Linked DNA regions of Mus musculus: region 2 is linked to region 1. A link is a contact called in public Hi-C data. All regions are on one chromosome and are shown on one strand. The core of a region is the stretch at or near the end of the contact, and the rest is flanking DNA. Distances in the headings are between cores, read along the strand shown. Region 1 holds the start of Nr3c2 (nuclear receptor subfamily 3, group C, member 2). Region 2 overlaps Nr3c2 (nuclear receptor subfamily 3, group C, member 2).

Region 1 (4,142 bases), core at 666-3,165:
TGTGTGTGTGTGTGTGTGTGTGTGTGTGTGTGTATACACATACACGTGCTCATGTTTACATGTATGTGTGCAAAGGACTCACTAATATCCTGAGGGGCACTTGCCACTATTGTCCTAAATGAGCCATATGCTAGGTATACAAATCTCTCTAGAGCTCAGAATTATGTATATATATGCATAAATTAAATTAAATATATTATGTATAATATATTTCCTTAAATACTATTAGCACAAAGGAAACAGTTTAAAACTTTGTTTCATAGTCTGTTAAATTGCCCTATTCCATAACAAAGTAGTTTCTTTTTTTCCCCCCAGGAATTATTAGAGATTCTTGGGAATTTGTATCTTTTCTGGAAACTTTCACTTTTAATGCTGCTCAAAACATATCTGCTTCTTAATGGCATCTTCCCCCTTCTCCCCAGTTATGTTACTGTCCTGGAGTGGTACAGTAGAGACCCATCCTTGAGGGCTGCTTTAGAAGGCAGATAACTTCAGGAAACTAGTTTGAGTTGCTCTGCTCTTCAAGACTGTTACCTTCCCCTCTTATAGATGAAGGATAAACCTGCCAAGGTCACCTAAGAGAGTGGGAGAACCAGTTAGAGCCAAGCACACATGAGTTCTGCTCACTGGCTTGACCCAATGAGCCGCATCAGCTTGCTCTCTCTCTCTCTCTCTCTCTCTCTCTCTCTCTCTCTCTCTCTCTCTCTCTCTCTCTCCTCTCACCTGCCCTCTTCCTTTAAGGAAAAAGCTTTCCATAAAAGAAAAAGCTTTGCTTTAGCTTTAGTCTCTCCTAAACTCCCGAAAGTATTTCATGACACAAATGGTAGGTAGCATGCCATGATGTCAAACGTGGAATTAAAGCTCCAAGGGAGGACTACATAGATGGAGAATGCTGTTATCACTACTATGTAAATATCACCAATAACAGTACCTACAGAGTGAAGACCCGCGATGTTAAGATGCAGCTTGGTGTCTTTAAAACTCAGCGGCTTTAATAACTCTTCTGCTAGCAAAAGTTTTCCGAACTACGATATGATAAATAAATAAAGCAGATGGTATGATGAAGCATTATGATTTAAACCTCGTCTTTTAAAAATTCAGCAGGAAAAGTCATGTACCTAAAACCCATCTGGAAAAGGATGCCACCCAAAGTAGCTTCATCCCTTGTCTGTCCCTGTCCTAAGAATCCCCTAGAGTTTCCCCAAATATAAAGGAACTGGGAACGCAAGATTTTCCAGACCTCGTTCATACAAGATCTATGGTGATCTAGCTCCTTCAACTGCCCTTATCGGCTACACCTCCCACTCAGACTGGGGAGCTTCCGCAATTGATAGATGAAAGAAACATTATTCAAACGTCCTTTAAAATTTGCAAGAGCCAAACGATCTGAAATTCATTTTTGGGGAAAGGGGAGGGTGGTAGACCGCCCACTGCCAAAGGCGGTTAAAAGCCGCTCTTTAGAGGGCATTTATCCAAAGTGGCCAAACTTTCCCAAAATAGTCCTCAGCCAGCCGGGGGTGGGGGGGGGTGGGGGTGGGGAGGGTGTGGGGGATGAAAAACCAAAACAAAACAACAAGCACACAGAACCATACTGACTGTGCCTCCGGATTACGCAGCGGCTTCTCCCTGCAAAGTGCAAGCCACCCTTGCCACAGTCGCACACCGGGCTGGACCAGAGACGCCCCACTGCGCACCCCTACACACCTGCCTTGGCCAGGGTCGTCCTCTCGCCGTCTACCTGTTGCAGTGCTTGCCACCTCCACGACACCCCTGCTGCGGAGCCCCCCTACATCCAACCACATCCAGGCCAGCAAGTGCCGCTCTCCCTGCAGCGGGAGAGCCCAAGACAGCAGCGCTTGGCGCCCAGGTGACTTGCACAAGCTTCCTCTGAGCAGCCTGAAGTTGGCTCTCTTCTCCCGGGCCCAATGACACCCCGGGTGCGCAGGAGCTGAGGGGAGGGGTCAGGGGCAGGGCCGGGGCGGGCCAAGAGGAGGGGGCGGGCGAAAGCCCCGAGGGGGGAGTGGAAAGCCGGCCCTTTTAAACCGGGTCACATGTCCAGAAAGTTCAGGTCGCTGTCCCGCCCGCTGGAGCCATTTCCATTGGCCAAGGGGGAAACAAGGCTCCACGCTGTGCGGGCCAGGCGCGCTTCTCATTGGGCAACAGGGGCTGTCAGTCACCAGGCGGGCGACATGACTGATACAAAGTTGCTGCGACACAGCCTGGACTCCGCAGCTTCCTTAAAGCCGCAGAGGCGGCGAGTTCTCCTGGTTCCCGGAGGTGGCCCCGACCGGGCAACCCCTGCACACGCTACCCTTTAGCCCACTCTGCTCCTTCGCCCCAAACTTCTCACCTACACAACTGTCGCCCCCCCCCCACCCTCCCTGGCGACCACAGCAATCTGGAGAGAAGGGGAAAGCATGGTGACGCTAGAGCAGCCTAGATGGTGAGCCCTTGCTCTCTCCACCTGCAGCGCCAGGTGAGCCACAGCGGTGCACACCCGGCGCCTCCCACAGCGTCCTCAGGCCTAGGACTGCTCGGGTGGGTGTCCCCGGGACCCCTGAAGCTCTGCTCCCGCCCCCTCCCGTTCTCAGAGTTACCTTCCCGCCGAGCAGCCTTAATCTCCGCTGTCGGAGAGACAGAGGATCTCGTTCCCACTCGATTTCAGTTTCCTTGTGTTAACCACGCAGGAAAAGCGGGTGCTTTCAGTGCAGCCAAACCCCTTTAAACACAGCCTTCCTTCCACCCCACCCCCTGCCAAAAAAAAAAAAAAAAGTGCCAGGGTCAAGAGCTGAGGCGCCTGATAATTTTGTTACTGTACTTATACTACTTTAGTCCTGGATTTTTCCACTAGTTCAATATGCAAGAAAGCTTACTATCTCGAGGATATTCACTTTATAATGTGTGAAAGGGGTGCACATAATTGGGGCAGGTATACTGGATGAGGGGAGACACTAAAACTATTTTTTAAGGATCGTTTGTCTGCGCGAAGAAATTTCGACCCCTTTCCTTCGCCCAACCCTGATTTCCCTCCCATCCACCCAAGCACTGCACTTGCTAAGCCGAAAGATGGACTCCTTAACTTTAATTTCTAAGGACTTTTAGACTGGTTTGAGGCTCGTCTTTGGACTCCCCTGCTGGCTGGGAGTCAGCACCAGTGATATACACACCTAAATCTGGTCCCCTGGCCCTTGGCGACCCGCAGGCCGCCGGCGGCAGCTGTGCAGCTTCAGGCTCACCCTCACTCGCCAGGAGCTGAAGCCCCAGAAGGAGGAGGGCATCTTGTGCCCAAAGGCCCCTCCTTTCCTTACAGTTAGTTAAACCTCAGGATCCCGGATCCCAAGCCCAAGGAGACTGGAAGTCTCAGTCACTCCAGCAGGACACTCCCCAGAGGCAAAAGAAACTGCAGCGGAGACGACAAGCTGGTTGGGACTCCAGTGCCCATCAGTCGCCAGCGTAGAGCTGGCCCTGGAGCCCCTACACACATGAATCCCCCGCCGAGTGTCCCAACTTTCCCGGGAGGGTAGCTGTCACGCGCGCTGGGAGAGCACTCTCAGCATCGATCACGCCCGGGGCCGCGCGCGGGTGGCGAGCTGGAGCTAGGGGAGTTCCGGACCCGGCGGCCCGGGCTCGCCAAGCAGCAGTGGCTGCAACTCAGCCAGTGTGGGTATTCATTATTAAAGAAATGGACCGGGCTCTTTTTACTAAGTTTTTATCTCCTTTAGGGAGAGCTGGTTTTGCCCTGGATCGAAGCTCCTTGCAAAATCTAGGTTAGAATGGCACGGAGCAGCCTCCGCGCGCTCGCCAGCCTCCCAGCACCCGTGTCCCGGGCCGGCCTGGCGGGCACCTGGTCTACTGCCGGCAGCCCACCTCCTTGAGCCGACCCGCTTCCCCTCTGCACTGGCCCTGGCACCCCGGGGCCTCTCCCTTGCGTTCCTCGGCCCCCTCCCACCACTGTCGGTGCAAAGTGACAGTTGCTGCACTCACCTTTTCTAGGACATGGTAGGGAGACTGGGGCGGGGGAGGGGGCCAGCGAGACTCCCGCCGCCTCCGCCGCTGCCGCCGTCAACAGCAAGTCCAATACCGGCTGATCGGCAATCAGGATGGAGAGGATAGCAATCCTGGCAGTCGCCCTACTGACGGTG
Region 2 (4,365 bases), core at 1,014-3,513, 110 kb before region 1:
AAAAACTATCTTCATTCTGAACAACCCCTTTAAAAACAGAGCTGGAATTTTTACAGAAATATCAATTCAGTCATTTTGTCTGTATTTTACTGGACATGACTTTAGCTATCAGGGTAACTGGTATCTCTTACAGAGTGTGAGAAACTTCAGAGGGCCTGGAATGGAGCCATTACTAAGACAACTACTTAGAATAGAAAACAAGCTTTCTTTAGTTCATTAGAGACAAGGGCAGATATTTTAGCTCATTCCTGGAAAGAAAAATAGAATCTGTTTTGAGGAGTAATATAGTAGTTGCATATGGAATGGGACTCATACAACATGGGTAATTACTAAATCTAATATCATGGCACCTTTGCCCAAACTTAATAAAGACAACCAAAATACCTGTCCTGAATGCTGAAAACCACAGGGCAAAGAGATACACACCTATCAGTGATTCCTGCAGGCTTTGTGTGCACGCACAGGGCCTATTGTGGGTAGTTTCTGAGACAACCCCCTCCTCCAGGTCTCTTCCTAACTCTTGTCTCAAATTCAACTATTCAAGCTCTCAGTTTCAGTGCCATTGAAAGAAAGCCTACTAAGGAAGGACTTTTAGCCTTTACTTGGTTGGGCTCAGCTCTGGCTCCCTGTGTTTCATTAGTTTAAGGACCAAGAAAAGAGGGAGGGGTTAACTCTACTTACTTATGAATCTATCACAGCTTTCACCAGGAAAGAGAATTCAGTAGGGACTGCTTTGCTCACAGGATTCACCCGCCTGGACTGGGATGTTTCTGAACCCTGGGATTTTATGAGGGAAAATTTTAAACCCTCAGTGTCTAAGGTAGGGAATGGAAGGCCTGAAGCTCAGGTTTCTTATCCATAATATTTGTTCAAATTTCCAATTTAAGCTTTCACAAGCATAAATGGTTCCTAAAAATGAGAAATGATATCCACTAATAATCTCTTTAAATATAAATATAAGTGAGAAAAATTAAAAAATTGGGTAATAGAAGTCACTCAATGACATACCACAAACACCCCCCTCCAAAAAACTGTAAAAAAATCTGTTCTTTTTTCTTATATTTTCAAGCATGTCCAACCTTTCTTTGTCTATAGACATATGTGGCCAAGGACAGATATGAATATGGTCCAACACAAAATCATAAACTTAATTAAAACAGTATAACAACTTTAATAATTTTTAAATAACTTGGAAGCTTGGTAATTGAGCATAAAATTTATTGAATACACTGTAATATGTCTCCATAGGTAAGAGTGCCTACCACTGAACTGAAAGACCTGACTTTAATTCCTGGTACTCACATCATGGAAGGATATGGGGGATGAGTCCAGCTGATTGCCCTCTGAGCTGTTATGTATGTGCATGCGTGCACGCACACACACATACACCCACTTACTCAAACAAAATTCATAAAGAACTGTACAATACAGCACCATGTCACAGTTCAAACAGATTGGACACACCTAGTAGATATTTCCATTTTGAGGGTAAAATTATGGATGTTCAATACGAAGACTGGCTTAGCTCAGAGACAGAGGTTTGAGGCTAGTCACACTACTGTTTGTTGAGCTTCTGGGATAATGCAGGAATTAGGTGGTAGGCAATTCTTGTAACAGCTTTAAATTAATCACTAGATGCTACCATGCCAACTGTGGCATCTGGAGAAAGAAAAGACCCACACTTTATTCAAAACTTCACAAAGATCAGGTCTAAAGTTCTGATTTTTTTCTGTGTAACGGACATTATTCCAACCAGAAAAAGAAACTCCCACTTGATTTCTCTCTTAAATTTAAATGGAAGCAGGAGGGTGGGACATGGGCTTAGTCTGTGCTGGGCTCTGGGTTCAAGTGCTAGTATAAAAGAGAATAAGCAAACAAAAAGAAAACAAAAGTCCATTTGCAGGTTTAAACTTTCAGAAATATTAACAGTGGGAGAAATTTGATCAAAATACTTTGATGGAAATGGTATCATGTAGCTCTTTATAGTAGAAAAGTTTACTGATGTTACTGAAAATACTCTAAAGTATTCTTTATATGGCTTAACTAAACTGTTAGAATTGTATTTAACACAATGAAATCCTGAAATTACAAGTAACGGTGAGGCCACTAACTCGTGGATTGCATACAGCACAGAGGCAGGATGGCTGTTACAAGCCAGAGCTGCAGAGTGGAGTAGCAGGACTGCTGCACACACTGTACTGTGATCAACCGCATGTGTGGCTCAACCTCGGTAATGAGTAGATGAGACAACATACCTTAATCATTTGGCGTGGCACTCATCAGCCCTCACAGGCTCTGGCGTTCAGCCCATGCCGGCAGGGATTAGAGGCCACATCTGTTCACTCTGAAATCCATGCGGTCTGCTCCCCGGCTTCTCTGTTTTCAGGCTGAGGTCAACGCCACTGCTGTCACTTAACATGCTTGTCATTATTAATAAGAGATTTTTAGGAGTTCTAAAAACTCCATGGTTTGATGAACAGGATGAGAATAGTAGCCACGGTCAAGATTTCTGCAGGATTTGAATGTCATGGAATGAAGAAACGCTATGAAGACCTATGAGCTACCTATGGCTACCAGACCATTTGGGGTTCCACTGACTGATGTGATACCAAAGACAGAGGCGAGGCAGTTTTCAGATGCACAAAATTGAAGGCAGAGAAAATACGGTATTTCTAAAGCATGCATCAATGAAGGATGCCTTTTTATTTTTAATTGTTCTTTCCCAAACTTTTAAACTTTACGTCCAATGGAATATTCTCAATTTGCTATGCTTTGTTCTCTTCTTTCAAATACTGTAACTGGCTAGATTCCAGATAGAATACTTATCCTCAAATGCCTTCCAACGAGGCCTGCCAGATTCTGTGGCTCAGAAGTAATTTAAAAGTAGAAATGTGTAGCAAATGAGACCTAATGGAAAACACTGGATGCCTCATATTCAAAAGGTCACTTCTTTTGTTTTCTGGGAGCAATGGGCAATGTACATATGAACGTGTATCTTAACACACAAAGACACCCCCCCATACACACAAGACAGAAAATGATAATTCAATCTCCATGTGTTTTCTCTCAATCTTTGTACATAACAATTGGCAATGGTAAGTATTTGGATATATGCATATACATGCATGCACAGGCACCCATCCGTACACACACACACACACACACACACACGACTGTGCCTTTCAAAAGAAAAGAAAATGTACACTGTACTTCAATGACCAACCAGACTCTCTGAGCGAAGATGAACGGGTAAAATGAAATTAGCACAATCTTTGCTTTATGCAGTTAACGGTAGGATGATGCTTACTTTTAACTGCTTGGACTTCTTTCTTAAATAAGGATTAATTCTAAATATAATGAGTTAACTCGCAATAAGGACTAGCCAGGTAGAAAGCTGCCCATCATCAAGGCTCAAGCAAAAGCCAGTCAAGGGGACGACTATATAGGCACGGATTAGTGTTGCCCATGGATTTCACCCCTCTCCTCCTCTGGGATTGGTTCAATGCTTTCAAACATCCAGGAAATGATGACTAAAGACCAGGGACCTTGCTACATACTACATAGACAACAAAGCAGGATGGATCCAGTTCTCTCTTCCCAGAGCTGAGAATCCAGCAGGGGAAGACAAAACACAAGGACTCACAAACATGGCTGAACTCTGGGACGATGTGTGGAGAAAGGTGGAGAGTAAGGCCAATAAGATATTTCTCAAACCATCTGAGAGACATGAACTTCCCAACACAAGGGGACGAAGCAGGATGCTCCCAGCAGGGAAAGATGTGAGGGCCATGAAGGAAAGTCAGGGCATCTGAAAGGCAAATCCGATGAGAGAAGGCAGAGAAGTTACCTCAGAGGAGACAATGAAGCACTGATGGAGTTCATCCTAAGGGTAATGGCTACTATGGAAAGATCTTAAACTATGAGATCATTAGAGCCAGGCAGGAATTACAGACGACATTTCCTGGGAAGAGGAAGGCAGGACGACCAGATGGAAGGAGCAAGAGAGAGAGAAGATGCTGACCTGGCAATAGCACTGGGCAGAGGCTTTAGCCAAAGGCCACTTGCTTGGCACATAGGCTATGATTGGTTTTATGACTGAGGGAGAATTCAATGGCAAGAAAATTGAATTCAGGAGTGGACAGTGTGTCTTCAAAGGCTAGAAAGACCTGGAGGCACAGAATCTAGTTTTGGATGGGCCAAGACTGAATTGCCTTTCATGCAATAGGATAATGTGTTTAGAGTTTGGAAAGTTACATGTTAAAGATGGGATCTGGTACATTTTGAGCTTTAAGACCTATAGAATCCAACATGATGGCCACAGTACAGTTACCTAGGGTATTCAAAGGGGGATGCATAGAAGATGGG

Evidence for each region. A called contact is a pair of places that touch in the nucleus more often than the background predicts.
Region 2: a contact with region 1 is called in a Hi-C map of myocytes, with 2.8 times the contacts expected there. The contact joins the enhancer-like site here to the promoter of Nr3c2 in region 1. A contact is called at or near these places in 6 of 39 promoter capture datasets (the 3T3-L1 cell line, the C10 cell line, embryonic stem cells and 1 more), 6 of 484 Hi-C or Micro-C datasets (the AML12 cell line, the C10 cell line, embryonic stem cells and 2 more), 1 of 115 datasets of contacts at active chromatin or transcription factors (pancreatic cancer cells) and 3 of 9 other capture datasets (adipose tissue, liver and pancreatic islet).

The regions. Positions count from the first base shown.
Region 1 is chr8:76,900,103-76,904,244 of GRCm38.p6, reverse strand. It overlaps Nr3c2 (nuclear receptor subfamily 3, group C, member 2), which reads right to left and starts at 1,915. Exons shown (of 9, transcript NM_001083906.2): 1 at 1,705-1,915. It overlaps Gm10649 (predicted gene 10649), which reads left to right and starts at 3,624. Exons shown (of 2, transcript NR_028579.2): 1 at 3,624-4,139.
Region 2 is chr8:77,007,534-77,011,898 of GRCm38.p6, reverse strand. The region is part of intron 2 of Nr3c2 (nuclear receptor subfamily 3, group C, member 2); the gene reads right to left. Among named protein-coding and RNA genes, the nearest start is that of Nr3c2, 110 kb to the right of the region's middle. Within about 2 kb of position 2,263, at least 10 of the 459 cell types and tissues checked have an H3K27ac peak or open chromatin away from gene starts, as enhancers often do. A contact at or near this core is called in myocytes, where this site is marked.